Linked DNA regions of Zea mays: all the other regions are linked to region 1. The links are chromatin contacts, called in public Hi-C and HiChIP or PLAC-seq maps. All regions are on one chromosome and are shown on one strand. Each heading gives the region's core, a stretch centred on a gene start, on an enhancer-like site or on the middle of the called end of the contact. The rest is flanking DNA. Distances are from core to core; before and after follow the strand shown. Region 1 holds the start of LOC100216915 (hydrolase). Region 2 holds the start of LOC100383535. Region 3 has its middle 20 kb from the start of LOC100383535.

What was found. Hi-C and Micro-C count contacts between places; a contact is called where the count stands out from the background. HiChIP or PLAC-seq counts read pairs in DNA pulled down with a chosen protein or histone mark.
Region 2: an H3K4me3 HiChIP or PLAC-seq map of leaf shows a contact between it and region 1, with 4 times the contacts expected there. The contact joins the promoter of LOC100383535 here to the promoter of LOC100216915 in region 1. A contact is called at or near these places in 5 of 25 Hi-C or Micro-C datasets (bundle sheath, ear, leaf and 2 more) and 1 of 3 datasets of contacts at active chromatin or transcription factors (leaf).
Region 3: a contact with region 1 is called in a Hi-C map of leaf, with 5 times the contacts expected there. The contact joins the enhancer-like site here to the promoter of LOC100216915 in region 1. A contact is called at or near these places in 6 of 25 Hi-C or Micro-C datasets (ear, endosperm, leaf and 1 more).

The regions. Positions count from the first base shown.
Region 1 is chr1:5,110,627-5,115,271 of Zm-B73-REFERENCE-NAM-5.0, reverse strand. It overlaps LOC100216915 (hydrolase), which reads right to left and starts at 2,578. Exons shown (of 2, transcript NM_001143301.1): 1 at 1,811-2,578; 2 at 214-754. The coding sequence starts at 2,407. The coding sequence ends at 701.
Region 2 is chr1:5,279,740-5,284,384 of Zm-B73-REFERENCE-NAM-5.0, reverse strand. LOC100383535 reads right to left here and starts at 2,757. Exons shown (of 1, transcript NM_001176183.1): 1 at 9-2,757. The coding sequence starts at 2,734. The coding sequence ends at 170.
Region 3 is chr1:5,259,116-5,263,760 of Zm-B73-REFERENCE-NAM-5.0, reverse strand. No RefSeq gene overlaps it. Among protein-coding and RNA genes, the nearest start is that of LOC100383535, 20 kb to the left of the region's middle. Within about 2 kb of position 2,155, at least 15 of the 20 cell types and tissues checked have an H3K27ac peak or open chromatin away from gene starts, as enhancers often do. A contact at or near this core is called in ear, leaf and tassel, where this site is marked.

The sequences.
Region 1 (4,645 bases), core at 1,329-3,828:
ATTGGAGTCTGCAATGCTGATATCAAGAGGCAAAGTTTCAGACTGAAACCTGTAAGAGCCGTCCGGTTTGAGTGGTACAACTAAATTTGAACACGCTCTGCTTAGTTGGCACACATTCAAAGGCAGTTTAAGTTATCCGCGCACATAGCAGTTTAAGGCATTTGAGCTTGTTTGCAATGCTGTTGGAGAGCCAATCACAAAAGAGCGATCTTAAATTCTTAACAGAAGATAAAAGAGCGATCTTATGTTTTAGCTAAGAGGAAAAGGCTTCCAAATCCACTTGAAAGCAGGATAAACACCAAATTTAGAGATGCCCATTTGCCACCTCCGCCCGCACGTGACAGGCATATTCACAATTCCGGGCCGACGAGGCAACGCAAGCACCTGGCACACGGCTCATCCTGGATCGCATTGGCTGCAGGAGGCCGAAGCACGAATGTTGTGTTCCATACGTATGTACAGGATGACACTACACGTTCACTCTGGCACACATTCACAGACGCAGAGGGAGTGGACGGACAGACGCGGCGATCGGTATGCACAGCTTCTCGAGCCAAAACTTGGGCGCGGATGAGCCCCCTGCACTGCACTGCACTGCCGGTCTGCACCACGAAGACCGCCGCGCCGTGCATCTTCAGGTTCCTTCCTTCCAATTCCACCTCCACCCAGCGGGGACGGCGATACTAGGAGCAGATGGGTGTCATATCATGCATTGCTTCAGTGCCTTGGGCGTCTGGCCTCCCTTCAGTCTTACCTGCATAAGTTTGAACCAAGGGTTTAGTAAACGTACGACACATCTCTTTTTTTCTCTGGTGGTGGTGGTGGTGACAGTTGAGGCGTGTGTGTGCTTAGAATAGAAGAAAAGAAATAACGGCCGAGTTTTCAGTTCACTCTCATGACAGCTAGAATCTGAACAAGTCTCTGGGATTCCCACGCCAAAACGAACTAGGATGTATCAAGGCGCTACCTCGACAGTGATAGGCCAAGATGTATGCATTCACAGTTGTGCTGTCAATTGAGGGGGGCCCCTGTTCATGGGGTCGCTGCTATTTTGTAGATATTTCTAGAAGAGGGTGGCCTGGCCTGGGGATCTTGCTCCTAGAGGACCTGTCCTGATCGGCAAGCTGCTACCTGCTACTGTGACGTCCAAGGCGTGGAAGGCGTGTTCAAGTCAGGCGAGCGGGCTGTTTCTTCGTGAGATTCGTCTGCGGGTGTCTAAGGTGGGTAGTTGAAAATTGACTCCGCCCGTTCATGGAAGAGGATACCGTGGTCTGTTTCGCTGTGTGAAGAATGTGAGCTCAGGTCTACAGGCAGATGGGTCCAGGCCGTTCTGGATAGAAACAGCACGAGCGGTGTTGTGCTGACAGCTGGGACTGCCTGGCAATGGCATGGCCGGCAAAAGCAGATTCCATGGCGGAACTCGGATTGTCCAGCGCGTTTACAACGTCTTTTTAGCCGAAAGCTAGCTGGTGGTTCGATCCACCCCCAGCAATTTCCGAGATTATTCAGCAGAATCCTGCCTTCACCTAAAAGCACGAATTGCAAAGCGCGGCCCATGGTGCGTGTTCGTGTCTGTTTCTGACTGAATTTTTTCTCCCTGAGGCCTTGTTCGTTTATGTCGGATTGTAACCGGAATCGTTCCAACTAATCAAAGTTTATATAAATTAGAGAAGCAATCCGGTTAGGATTCGTTCCGACCCACCAATCCGATAGAAACGAACAAGGGCTGAGTTTGAAGGCAATAAACTGAAGAAGTGCAGTGTTGTTTACACTACAGTGAGGGAAGTAAAGAGAGAGAGAGGGGACTCACCGCTTCGACGTCGATTCTGTAGACTAGCTGCAGGCGTCGTCGCTCGCGGCATGACGCGCGGTACGCCATGGCGAGGTGGGCGACGGCGAGCGCGAGCGACATGAGGAACAAGGCCTCGACGGCGACGAGCTGGCCGTTGCCCCGCCACACGGGCGCGGCGCCGAAGACGGCGACGGCCTTGGCGAGGACGTAGCAGACGGAGGCGGCGCTGCAGGCGACGGCGACCCACCTGTATGCGGCGCCGCCGCCTCCGGCCGCGGCGTACGCGCAGAGGATGAGGAGGGAGCGCGCGGCGGAGAGCGCGGGGAGGTCGGCGAGCGAGGAGGCGAAGCGGAAGGGCCTGGCCTGGGCGGCGAGCGCGGCGGCGAAGGAGGCGGAGGAGGGCGGCTGCGCGCGGAGGAAGCTGGAGAGCAGCGCGGGCGGCAGGAGCAGGTCCAGCAGCACGACCAGCAGCGGCGGCGCGCACACGAGCAGCAGCGACGCCAGCATCGCCACGATGAAGAAGGCCGTCTTCAGCCACCGCCACGGCCGCGCCCACAGACGCTCGCCGTGCACCAGGGGTAGCGGTAGCGGCAGCGGCAGCTTTGTCTTCTCCATCGCGGGCCGGGCTGGGCTGAGGTCTGAGGACCGCCGATCAAAATCGCTGTCCGCTATCCGCCAGAGAGGAGCGCGGTGTGGTTTGGCGGCGGCGGCTGCGGGTTCGGTGGTGGGAGGGTGGATTCGGTCGGGGGCGAGGCGAGCTTTTAAGCGAGCGAGGTGGGGGAGTTGGGATGGGTGGAGAACTGGAGAGGAGCCGGAGGTGGGGAGGTTTCTGCGCGAGCCGCCGAGGTGGTCTCTCAGGTCAGAGTCAGACATGGTGGTTTGGGAGAGATTTGACCGTCCGGGTGGCCCCACGGCCACGGCAGCGCAACAACGGGCCGCAAGGTGGTGGGGCTGGGGCGGGTGGTGCGTGCCGTGCGTCGCCACGCTGCCGCTGCGTCAGCGGCTGCGTGGCCGCGTGGGATGGGGTTGAGAAGCTTCCGCTGGCCTGGCTGGGGCCCTCGGCTGCGCTTGCGGCGCGGCTGGGACGGGATGCAACCGGACGGACGTCACGGGTTGGGCGCGGACTGCCGGTACTGTTTCCGTGGCGCTTGTTAAAGTCTACTCAGTGGTAATCAGATTGAGAGAGACAAAATGACAGAACCGTTATTTGTATTCCACAGATCATTACACTTATATACAGTGGCGAAGCTAGAGTAAATTAGGGGAGGGTGCATATACCTTGAGGGTGCATAATAACAATTTATAGGTGGTGCATATATGGTGAAAATTTGGTCCAAACCACTATATTTCCAAATTTTCGTGGGTGCATGTGCACCCCTAGTTTCTATGTAGCTTCGCCCCTGCTTATATACAAGTGAAGGGGTGTATCCCAAGAGGTGTGTCCCTTGGGGAAAACTGTCGCACCCCCTTGGATTGATCACATATATAATATTTTGTAACACTCCCCCTTGATCAATCCAACTTCATTTGATGATCTGTCAGATGTTCTTCTAAGATCTTATCTCCTCAAAAACCCTGTGGGAAAAATAAGGAGTACACAATGTCTTTTGGATAATGAGAATAATCTCACACGAACTCCAAAAGAAAATATGCTTGTAATCATCATTCGTAAAAACCCCTGTGGGGAAAAGTCAATGATGAAGCATATAGCTTAGTTGATATTACCTCGTTAAAAACTTTGGATGAGAAAACCTTAACAAGGCAAAACTCATACAAAGAAAAGAGTGTAATATGATGGACAAAACAGGTCAAATATCACGGAGAATTTCTCCCCCTGGTTCTTGCAATCACTTAAATCTTCTCATACCAACCACTTTAACATATTTCCGAAACGTGGAGCATGGTAGAGATTTTGTGAATAGATCAGCAAGATTATCACAAGACTTTGTTTGCAAGATGTTAATATTTCTATTTTCCTGTTTCCATCTGAACAACACAAGCTCAATTATCCTTATAGATAATTGTCGGTGATTCAATCGAATCATGGTACGTTGTTCTCCAATGGACCTCTAGCCCAAAGAACAATAATATGTCTATAGCCATCATCTCAAAAACCCCAGTGGGGAAAATAAATGATGAGACATATAACTCAGGCTAATATTTCTCCAAGATAATCTAGTCAGAAAATCTGAGAAATTAACATATCAGCCGAGTCTCCTTAAAAACCCAACGGGAAAAATAAGGAGAGTAGTCATATTCTATTGTTGATCCATTTGAACTCTAGGGATATAAACTCATATCCTAGTTCAAATACAACAATAACTATGTCATAATGTATCATCCTTGAAAACCTCTACGGGAAAAACAGATGATACGACATAGGCCTTGTGTTGATGTTGCCTCATTAAAAACTTTGAATGAGAAACCCAAACAGGGGAAAACTCATGCAAAGAAAAGAATACAACATTATGCAGAAACAAGTTCTTCAGATCAAGAGGAAACTCCCCCTGATCTTTACAAATCACTAAGTCATCCCATACCTGCTCTCAAACACATCTAAAATGTGGAGTAAGTAGAGACTTAGTTCGTAACTTGTTTTTCATCTAAACAACACAAAGTAATATTATCTTCATAGATAATAAGGTCACTGATATAAAATCATGACCACCACATACCCTCTGTATGTAGTATATCATTCTGTACAATCCCACGAAGTGTACTATAGAATGATTAGTGTAAGTGACCATTAATCTCTGTTGATTAACATTTATCAAACAGTAGGTCCAACTTACCAGAAGTATGTCATTGATCTTGTACCTGGGGATCTTCTATAGATATCCAAGATCAGTATAT
Region 2 (4,645 bases), core at 1,508-4,007, 170 kb before region 1:
GAAGAGTTGGCTCGAAAAGTTTTTGGTTGCAGAGTTGAGCACATTCACCAGCAACTCTAGGAGCTAGCTGCTGCTGTATATGTGATAATAACGTGTTTTCCCCCCTATGGTACTGTCAAACGATAACAAAACAGCGCGCGATTAGTACACTCCAGTAGCCGGTCATCATTCACCGGCCCTCGCCGCCGCTGAGCTGGGAGAACACCTTGCTGTCGACGGCGCCCACGCCCGTGACGGCCGAGTCGTCCGGGTCGGCCGTGGTCATGAAGCTGGTCGACGACGGCACCCAGCGCGGCACGACGACGTCCTCGGGGAACTGCGCGCCCACGGCGCCGCTGTCCTCGAACGCGTCCCGCCGCACGTGCGTCTCCTGCAGCTGCAGGCAGTACTCGAGGTTCCACAGCACGTCGGCCATGGACGGCCGCTCCTGCCCGTAGTCCGCCAGGCACCGCTCCGCCGTCTCCGCGAACTTGCGCAGCGAGTTCTCGTTCACCTCCCCGAGGATCCGCGGGTCGGCGATGCGCTCCAGCTGCCCGCGCCTCTGCCACTCCACGGCCCACTCCGCCAGGTTGATCTGCTCGCGCTCCAGCGCCTGGTCGATCACCGGCCGCGCGCACAGCACCTCGAACAGCACCACCCCGAACGAGTACACGTCCGACCGGTCCGTCAGCTGCTGCGTCTTGAAGTACTCCGGGTCCAGGTACCCGAAGCTGCCCTTCACCGCCGTGCTCACGTGCGTCTCCCCGAACGACGGGCCCATGCGCGACAGCCCGAAGTCGGCCACCTTCGCGATGAACCCGTCGCCCAGGAGGATGTTGGTGGACTTGACGTCGCGGTGGATGATGTTCTCCGAGTACCCCGTGTGCAGGTAGTGCAGCCCCCTGGCGGCGCCGATGCACACCTCCAGCCGCTGCTTCCACGACAGCACCGCCGCCTCGCCGCCGCCGCCGCCGCCCGGGTCCGCCCCCCCGTACAGGTGGCTCCGCAGCGTCCCCTTCTCCATGTACTCGTACACCAGGATCATCTCCGCCTGCTCGTTGCAGTAGCCGATCAGGGACACCAGGTGCCGGTGCCGGATGCGGGACAGCACCACGATCTCCGTCTGGAACTCCGGCAGGCCCTGCTTGGACGCGCGCGTCGCGCGCTTCACCGCCACGCGCGTGCCGTCGCGGAGCGCTCCGCGGTACACGTTGCCGAACCCGCCCACGCCGATGAGGTTGCGCTCGTGGAAGTTGTCGGTGGCCGACCTCAGCTCCTCCAGCGGGATGTGGAGCTGCGTGCTCACCCTGTGCATCGCGCCGGTCGTGCCCTCGCCCGACCGGCTCGACGGCTCCAGCACCCACCCGGAGCTCTCTTGGGACCACGGCAGCGGCTTGCTGCTCTCCTTCTCCAGCGGCGCCGGTCGCGCCATCCGCCTTTTCCTCCGCGCGACGAAGCACAAGCAGAGCACGGCGGACGCGAGAACCGAGGCGCCGAGCACGGCCGAGAGCGCGATGATCAGAACTCTCCTGCTGCTACCGCGTGACCCCGCCGCCAAGCTCGAACCCGAAGGCCGCAGCTTCATGATCTCCAGCCCGTTCAGGAAACCGCCTTCGCCAGGGCTGCTCTTGTCGGACATGCCGACGGTGACCGTGAAGTTCCGGGAGATGGGAGCCGAGGCGGCGTAGTCCCTGTACAAGGCCGTGTTCGGCTGCGTCTCGAATTGTTTGGGCGTGAAGTCTTGGGTGCCAATGGCCTGCGCGACGAAGACGTTGAACACGATGCCGACTCCGTCGACGGCGCTCACCACCTCATAGTCGCAGAAGTGGAGACGGACGAGGTAGTTCGACCCCGGTTCCGCCGGGAAGGTCCACGTGACGTTGACACTCGTGGGTACCGCCATCCCTGACACGTTCGCCGCGGCGCGCTGCGTCCTGTAGACGACGTCGGGCGCCACCTCGCGGGTGTAGGTGGCGTAGATGATCGGGGCGCTCGTGTTCTCCAGCGTGGAGGTCCCCGGGGGACTGAAGAGGAAGGGGTCGTCGGGGAGCCACGTCCGCCAGAGCGTGTCGCTCTCCTCGCTCACCTCGGGGCCGCCCACGTTGAGGCGGTACACCGTCTCCAGCGCGTCCCGCGGCCACGCGGCTATGTCGAGGACCGCCGCGCCCACCGGCGTCACGCTGGCGTTCCACAGCAGCTCCTCTGGAGCCGGGAACAGCTCGACGGCGTTGACGAACGCGGCCGAGCCGGCGGCCGGCGTGAACGTGACGCGGAAGTCACCGGAGCCGCCTGCCGGGACGAAGAACTCCTTGACGACGCCGGCGCTCGGCGGCGAGAAGGAGGACAGCACGTCGTACGTGTCCTGAAGCTGAACAGAGACTGCGAAGCGCGCAGAGGAGATGCTGAAGGCGGACGGCGGGGCCGGGGTGAAAGGGAAGAAGTGGAGGCGGAGGACGAGGAACGCGGCCTGCCCGGCGAAGTTGGGGAAAGAGAACCTGTAGGAGAAGGCGCCGGAGCTGGACGCGCGCGCGGCGGCGTAGAGCGGGGAGGCGGCGCTGTTGGCGTTGGAGTTCGTCACCGCCGGGACGCTTTTGGTGGTCAGGTAACCGTCGTCCGGTGTAAAGTTGCGCGCTGAGCTGTCGCGTACGGTGGAGCCGGCGCCGCAGGCGAGGAAGAAGGAGAAGGGTGGGGAGAAGGCGGCCAGGGCGGTGGGCGGGAGGAAGGATGCGAGAAGGAGGAGGACGAGGACAGCCATTGTGAGTGATGGTAGTGGAGCCGTGCCGGCCGAAGGTGTGGCAGGCGACGGAGGGATAAGCAAGTGTGGCCGACTGGCCTGTGCCGAGGACGACCGAGTGGTAAGTGGTGTGTGGAGTCGGGCACGGGGAAGGTGGACTTGGATGGTTCGAGGAGGACACGGGGATGGTGGACAGCAGCCCTGGACTGGAGTGGACCGTGGACGGATACTGGCGACCTGGTTGCCTGGTTGGGTCATTCCAAATTCCATTGTGCGTCCACTGGTCACTCACTTGTTCCATTCGGCTGGAAAGGCGACCTTGGTTGTTTAGTCGTGTAATATATTTAAAAATTAAATAAGAGTATTAAATATAGTTTATTTATAAAATTAATTATACGAATGAATACTAAATTAAATGATAAAACAAATTTATTAAGTCTAATTAATTTATAATTAACAAATATTTATTATAGCATCACCTAAGCAAATCATAAACTAATCTATATCCCTGTATAAACCATCACTTTGAACATTGCAATAGCCATCCAAACAAATGCACACAAAACGATTCCACCTTTGAAACCAAGGGACGAGATCGATACAAATATCTCCTATATCTTACTCACTCAATCCAACAGTCTCGCTTATTTTATTTGGATCACTCCTCCCTCATCAATCACGCTTCCATCCACAGGGTCAAGAGTGTTGAACCTGCAGCTAGCGGCGTTGTACGGGTTGGAGGTAGCGTAGGCGGCACACGAGATGTCAAACATCGGGAGTGTAGCGTGGTGGACTCGAGGCTCATCCCCTTGAGGTGCACGCTGTTGCCGAGGGTGAGGGCGTCGAGAAGTCCCTGTCGAGTGTCGAAAGTGGTGGCAGCGATAGTGGTGTCCCATGACGGGCTCTTGCGAGGAGGCGGCGCTGTGGTCGAGTTGTTGAGCAGCATGTCCCTGTTAAAGAACCTAGCGCTGTTGAACTTGCAATTGCAAGCGACATCGTGCTTGATGGAGTCTCGGCAAGAGCCCTTCTAGCGGACCAGCACCTAGCCACCATCGTTTTAGTCTTGAACGAGTATTTTTACTAGTTAAGCTTAATATATCCGCCTTACCGTTTAGTCCTTATCTGTGTAGTTAGTTTTACAATTTGATTATATTTAATACTTGTAGCTAGTATTTAAACGTTTGATGTGATGTGACTAAAAAGAAACACTCGCTTTGGTTGATCTACCAAAGATGTTGTTTCTTTTACTCGTTTCTCAGAATCCTGGATTTGGGCTTTAGCTTCATCTATGTTATAAACAATCTTCAGCTCTTGTAGGGTCCCTTCTGCCCTTCTTCCTACTTCTTGGCTATTAAGACTGATATCACTACTTGATTGTTGGGTACCTTCATGCAAAGATAAGCTGAATGTAGCACTGCTTCAAACACATTGACAGTTCCTCTTCCAATGACAGCGTTGTATGAGAATTCCATATCAACGATCTCGAACGTAACTTCCTTTGTTCTTGTGTTGTTGACATACTTGAAGGTAATGGGCACGATCAACTTTCCTAGTGTCATCACCTGTTATGCTTCGAAGCCACATAGAGGGAAAGTTGAATCTTGGAGCTTATATTCGGGCTCTATCATTTGCCTGAAAGCTTTGGAAAATATGATATCTACAACATTGCCTGTGTCGACCATAATATTGTGGACTATGAAATATGTTATTACACAGGAGATAATCATGGCATCTCTATGTGGATAATCTTTAAGACGAAAATCATCCTAAGAAAAGGTAATAGGAATGTGGGACCACTTGTTACTGATGTAGGGACCTTGGACACCTACATGTTGTACCCTTCTTTGGGCTTCTTTCTTCTGCTTTTTGTTGCTGGGTTCAAAACTCGAGCCCCCAGTGATGGGGAGAGTAAGCTTCTCCGTGGAAGCTGAT
Region 3 (4,645 bases), core at 906-3,405, 150 kb before region 1:
AGGATACCCTTAGTTATTATGTGAGCAAATAAGATGCATGGAATTCCTACCCTACAATAACCGTCCCTTTTGGAATGTATGATTTTTTAAGAAATCATATAGAATTTTTATTGAATTCAATTTATTTTTATATATAAAACATAGAAAGTATGGGAAAATCTGCATTGCAAAGAGGGCAAGGGCAACCTATTATGGAGGTTAAATGTGAACTCGTGTTTATATCTCAACAAGTCGGTTGCCCGTGCGTTGCGACGGCTCGCAACAATACCCATGTAAAACTATCCACCAAAAAAAATCTCATTTTTCTTATTAATTGTCTTCGCTCTTCGCATAATATTTTTTATGAACGCATGGGTACCATAGGCAGCAAAACATGGATCCCATCCCTCCCCTCTCCCACTTCCAAGGTTTCGTAGAGCAGAAAGGGAAGGAAAGAGGCAAACATACTTGTTCGTTGCCGGAGAAGGACACGACGAAGACCTGTACACTTGGAGACGACATATGTAGTATACCGCTAAATACATATAGGGATAAAGCATGCAAGCGGAGAAAGAAGTTCAGCCGGAGCAGCTCCAAACCGAGTGGCACCCGCACCAGGTGTCAGTCTGAGAAGGGCGAGAGAATGCGAGTGTTCCTAGCCTCGGACCCGCCGAAGGGACACAACACCACCACCAACTCCGTAGCATATGTTGACTGCTGCCACGCTACGGGCCTTGGTTGTCCAATATCTCAGACTTGGACTCTTTATTGCCAAGATAACCTAAGCGTGGCAGGCGTCACCATGTCCTCCTCGGCGGCACGCACGAAGAAAGGCTAGGAGCATGATCGACTCGCCCCGTACCTGCGTCGATGAGCGTCGGTCGGCTCGCGGCTGCGACCGTGGGCAGGGGCAGTAGGTTAGGAAGAAAGAACAGGACGAAGGCCGGAAAGACGAATGGGACGTCCGACGACTGCGAAAACGATGATGCGCGCAAGATGTGAAACGTCCTCGTGAACGTGCAATAGCCACTATGCGAGTCGGTGTCGGGGCTAGTGTCGGACGAATACGGGGAGGAGGCGTCTGCCCCCTCGCCATCTGCTGAGAATGGGGTGGCGCCGAGGCAGAGGCACGAGGGGAGAGAGAAAGAAAGCATGATGTGAACGAGGTGGTGGTAACTGAAGCGAGAACCATCATTATCATGCGGAGGTATAGATGGCCAAGTGGGTCGTATCTGACGAGCCGGCATGAGGCACAACCCATTTAAAAGTGCATGGGCCAGCCCGACACGAGCGTCGTGCGGTGGTTGGACAGTAGCCTCGGCCTATAATGCTGGCCCGATCCGACACGATTTTTTTATTTTACAAAAAATTATATATACATATGTACAATTTATATTCAATATTATAAACATCTGAGCATAATGTTTTATTGGTTAGACAGCTTCATCCATGTCTCCCACCTTCTTACATCAGGGTGTGGGTTCAAACTCACCTTTTGCACTGTTTTTTAACATTTTACGCTGATTTAACCAAATGGCCTGGCTGGCTAATGGGCCACCGTTTTTTAACATTTTACGCTCATTTAATCAAATGGTCTGATGGGCTAACGGGCTGGCTCGGCATGGTCAGCCCATGCCGGGCCGCCGTTTGGCCATCTATATGTGGAGGTGTTGTTTAGGACGTTACATCAGAGCGTGGGTTCAAACCCGCCTACATTTTACGCTTATTTAACCAAATGGCCCGATGGGTTAACGGGCTGGCTCGGCACGGTCAGCCCATGCCGGGCCGCCGTTTGGCCATCTATACGTGGAGGTGTGGTTTGGGACGTGGATGTTGTTGCGCAGAGGGGAGATAGGTTAATTTTAAATAGATGTGAGAGGTTCTTTGTGAAAAAAATGACGTGGCACTTGGAACAGTTTTTATATGTGAATAAAGTATCGGAAGGAGAAAGAATAGGGATAAGATAGAGAAGTAGCATGCCTCCTGCGCTAGCAGTTCCATCGATGATTCTGGCGTCTTTAAAAATGACATGATATTATAAGAGAAATTAATGTAAAAATAGACTTTGTATTATTATTTTTTTTCTTCTGATCAAAACACACACGCTTATTAGCAGGCCGTCGACGTCCCATAGCGCATACGTAACTTGCGGTCGAGGTAGGCCCAGTCCAATCCAACTTCTTAGCATAGGTCAAAACCTACCTGGGCCCTAAATAAATCCGTGCCGGGCCTGTTGGAACCTGCATCGTGATTAGCCTGGGAGATCTCAGCAGAATCAATGAATCATGTTTGACGACCTTGGAATTGCAAAGTGCCTGAATCTATCATTGCACAGTTTGCAGGTTCGTGCATCCTCACCAAAGCACTCGCTCCCGTTTCATCTTACACGCCTCAATGGAGTTTACATCGACACCTCCGTGAGAACAGTGGCAGCACGTTGCTGGCTATCTGTAGCAGCTTACTCATTACAATCACTATATTCAAACTTTACCCCGTAAAATGTATACTCTTCAATGTAGTACTCCATGAGATCTTAGCACGTTGGGGGTCTGGGATGCGCCACCGGCACGGCGCGAGCGACACCCGATGTCGCTGTACTCGGTCACCATGGTGGTGGCGTTGCGGCTGCGCCGCCGGCGGTCTAGCCACGCCTGCCGCACAGTGGCGGAAGATAAAACAATAATTAGATACGGCTGAAGAAGAAAAAAAAAAGAAAAAAAACATGATGCAACACGCAAGACTCAAATTTGGAACCTATTGATTGCAAGCAGTATGTACTTATCACTACACCAAACATATTTTTTTAGTATGGCTCAAGCCATAGTCCGCCAAAAAAGGAGAAAAACATGATGCAACACGCAAGACTCAAACTTGGAACCCGTTGATTGCAAGCAGTATGCACTTACCACTACATCAAATATGTTTTTTAGGTATGGCTCAAGCCATAGTTCGCCATAATGGGTGCTCTACCACTGCTGTCGCATGTAGTGCACTTGCGGCCTCTGGCACGAGTGCCGGGCCACGGATCACGTGTTGAACGCGTACGCCGTGTAGTTGGCGTGGCGGTACCAGTTGAGCTCTTAAGGAATAAGGAACGTCCTCATTGACGTCTGCATCTCCTGCGGCCACAACACCCCACTGAGCACCACCACCACCGTGAACCCCCACGACACGGACATCGTCCACTCGTGCCCGGCGTCGTAGCACAACGACTGCTGCGTCAAGCCCGCTAGGTCCTAGCACACCGACTGCTGCGCCACACCCGCTGGTCCACCACCACCGCTACCGGTAACTGAATTTGGCTCTTTACCAAGTATTAATTGATTTATAGAGATTTTTTCGGCACTCGGCAAAAAATAACTTTACTTAGTGCCAAACAAAAAACACTCGGCATACAAAAACACTCGGCATACAAAAACACTCGGTAAGGAACTTCTTTGTGGAGTGTTTTCGGCAAAGAAGCTCTTTGCCTAGTGTTTTTTGGCACTAGAAAAAGAAAGTTTTTTTGTCGAGTGTTTTTTCGGTACTAGACAAAGAGCTTCTTTTTTTAGTATAAAAAACACTCAGTAAACAGCTTCTTTGCCAAGTGCTTTTTTGACATTAGGCAATGTCAATTTTCAAATCACATTTTGAAGCTATAAACTAATTCAAAATGAAAAAGTTTTCAACTACAAAGTTATATAAATCATTAGGATGCATAATTATTTTGGTTACTTTCTTCAGATGACAAATCAAAAGTAAATTAACTTATATCTCGCTTATAGTTTATGAAACTACAAGTGAGATGTATAAGATTTGTGAACAATGTTAGAACCACCATGTTAGATGAACAAATGATTAAACAACCAAAATAAACTCTATAAATCTTGTAAAGTTATAAAACATTATAGTTGTCAACTTTTCTATTTAAAGTTAGCTTGTCAACGAAAACTACGTCAGAACTTAAAAATTTTAAAAATAGTTTTTTTTAAATACCTCAGATAGGAAAACCACCAAAACAAAAGTTGTAGGTCTTGAAATATCATGAAAGTTTGTAGTTGACAACGTTTTGGTTTAAAACCATTTGTCATGCAAAACTACGTTTGCATTTTAAAATTCGAAATTTTCAACCAACCTCGCGTGGAAAAACGACCAAAATAAAAGTACTAGGTCCTGAAATGTTATGAAACTTTTTAATTAACAACTTTTTATTTAAAATCATCTTGTCATATAAAAATATGTTTGAAGTTTTCAATTTTGAAATTCAAATTTTGTAAATGACCTCGGATGAAGAAATTGTCAAAATAAAAGTAGTAGATCTCAAAAAGTTATGCAACTTTGTAGTTGACAAACTTTTCATTTGAATCCATTTAGTGCCTCAAATAATCTATTTGCACTTGGTTTGTTATATTATGTGGAGAAGAAAAATATGATATAGACACAATTGAGATAGTGGTGTAGTGCTAGAGAAGATTATAAGTGAGAGAGAGGTTGCGAGTTCGAATCTCATCAGCCATAAAAACATGGATTTGATTCAACAAAGAGAGATGTACCTTTTGTTGTAGGACCATAGCACTCGATAAAGAGGCTTTACCGGTTCCCATGTGTGCTCTATTTGTCGAGTGATATGGTCACTTCACTCGACAAATGCATTGAGTGTAACACTCGGTATAGTGTCCAAAGACCT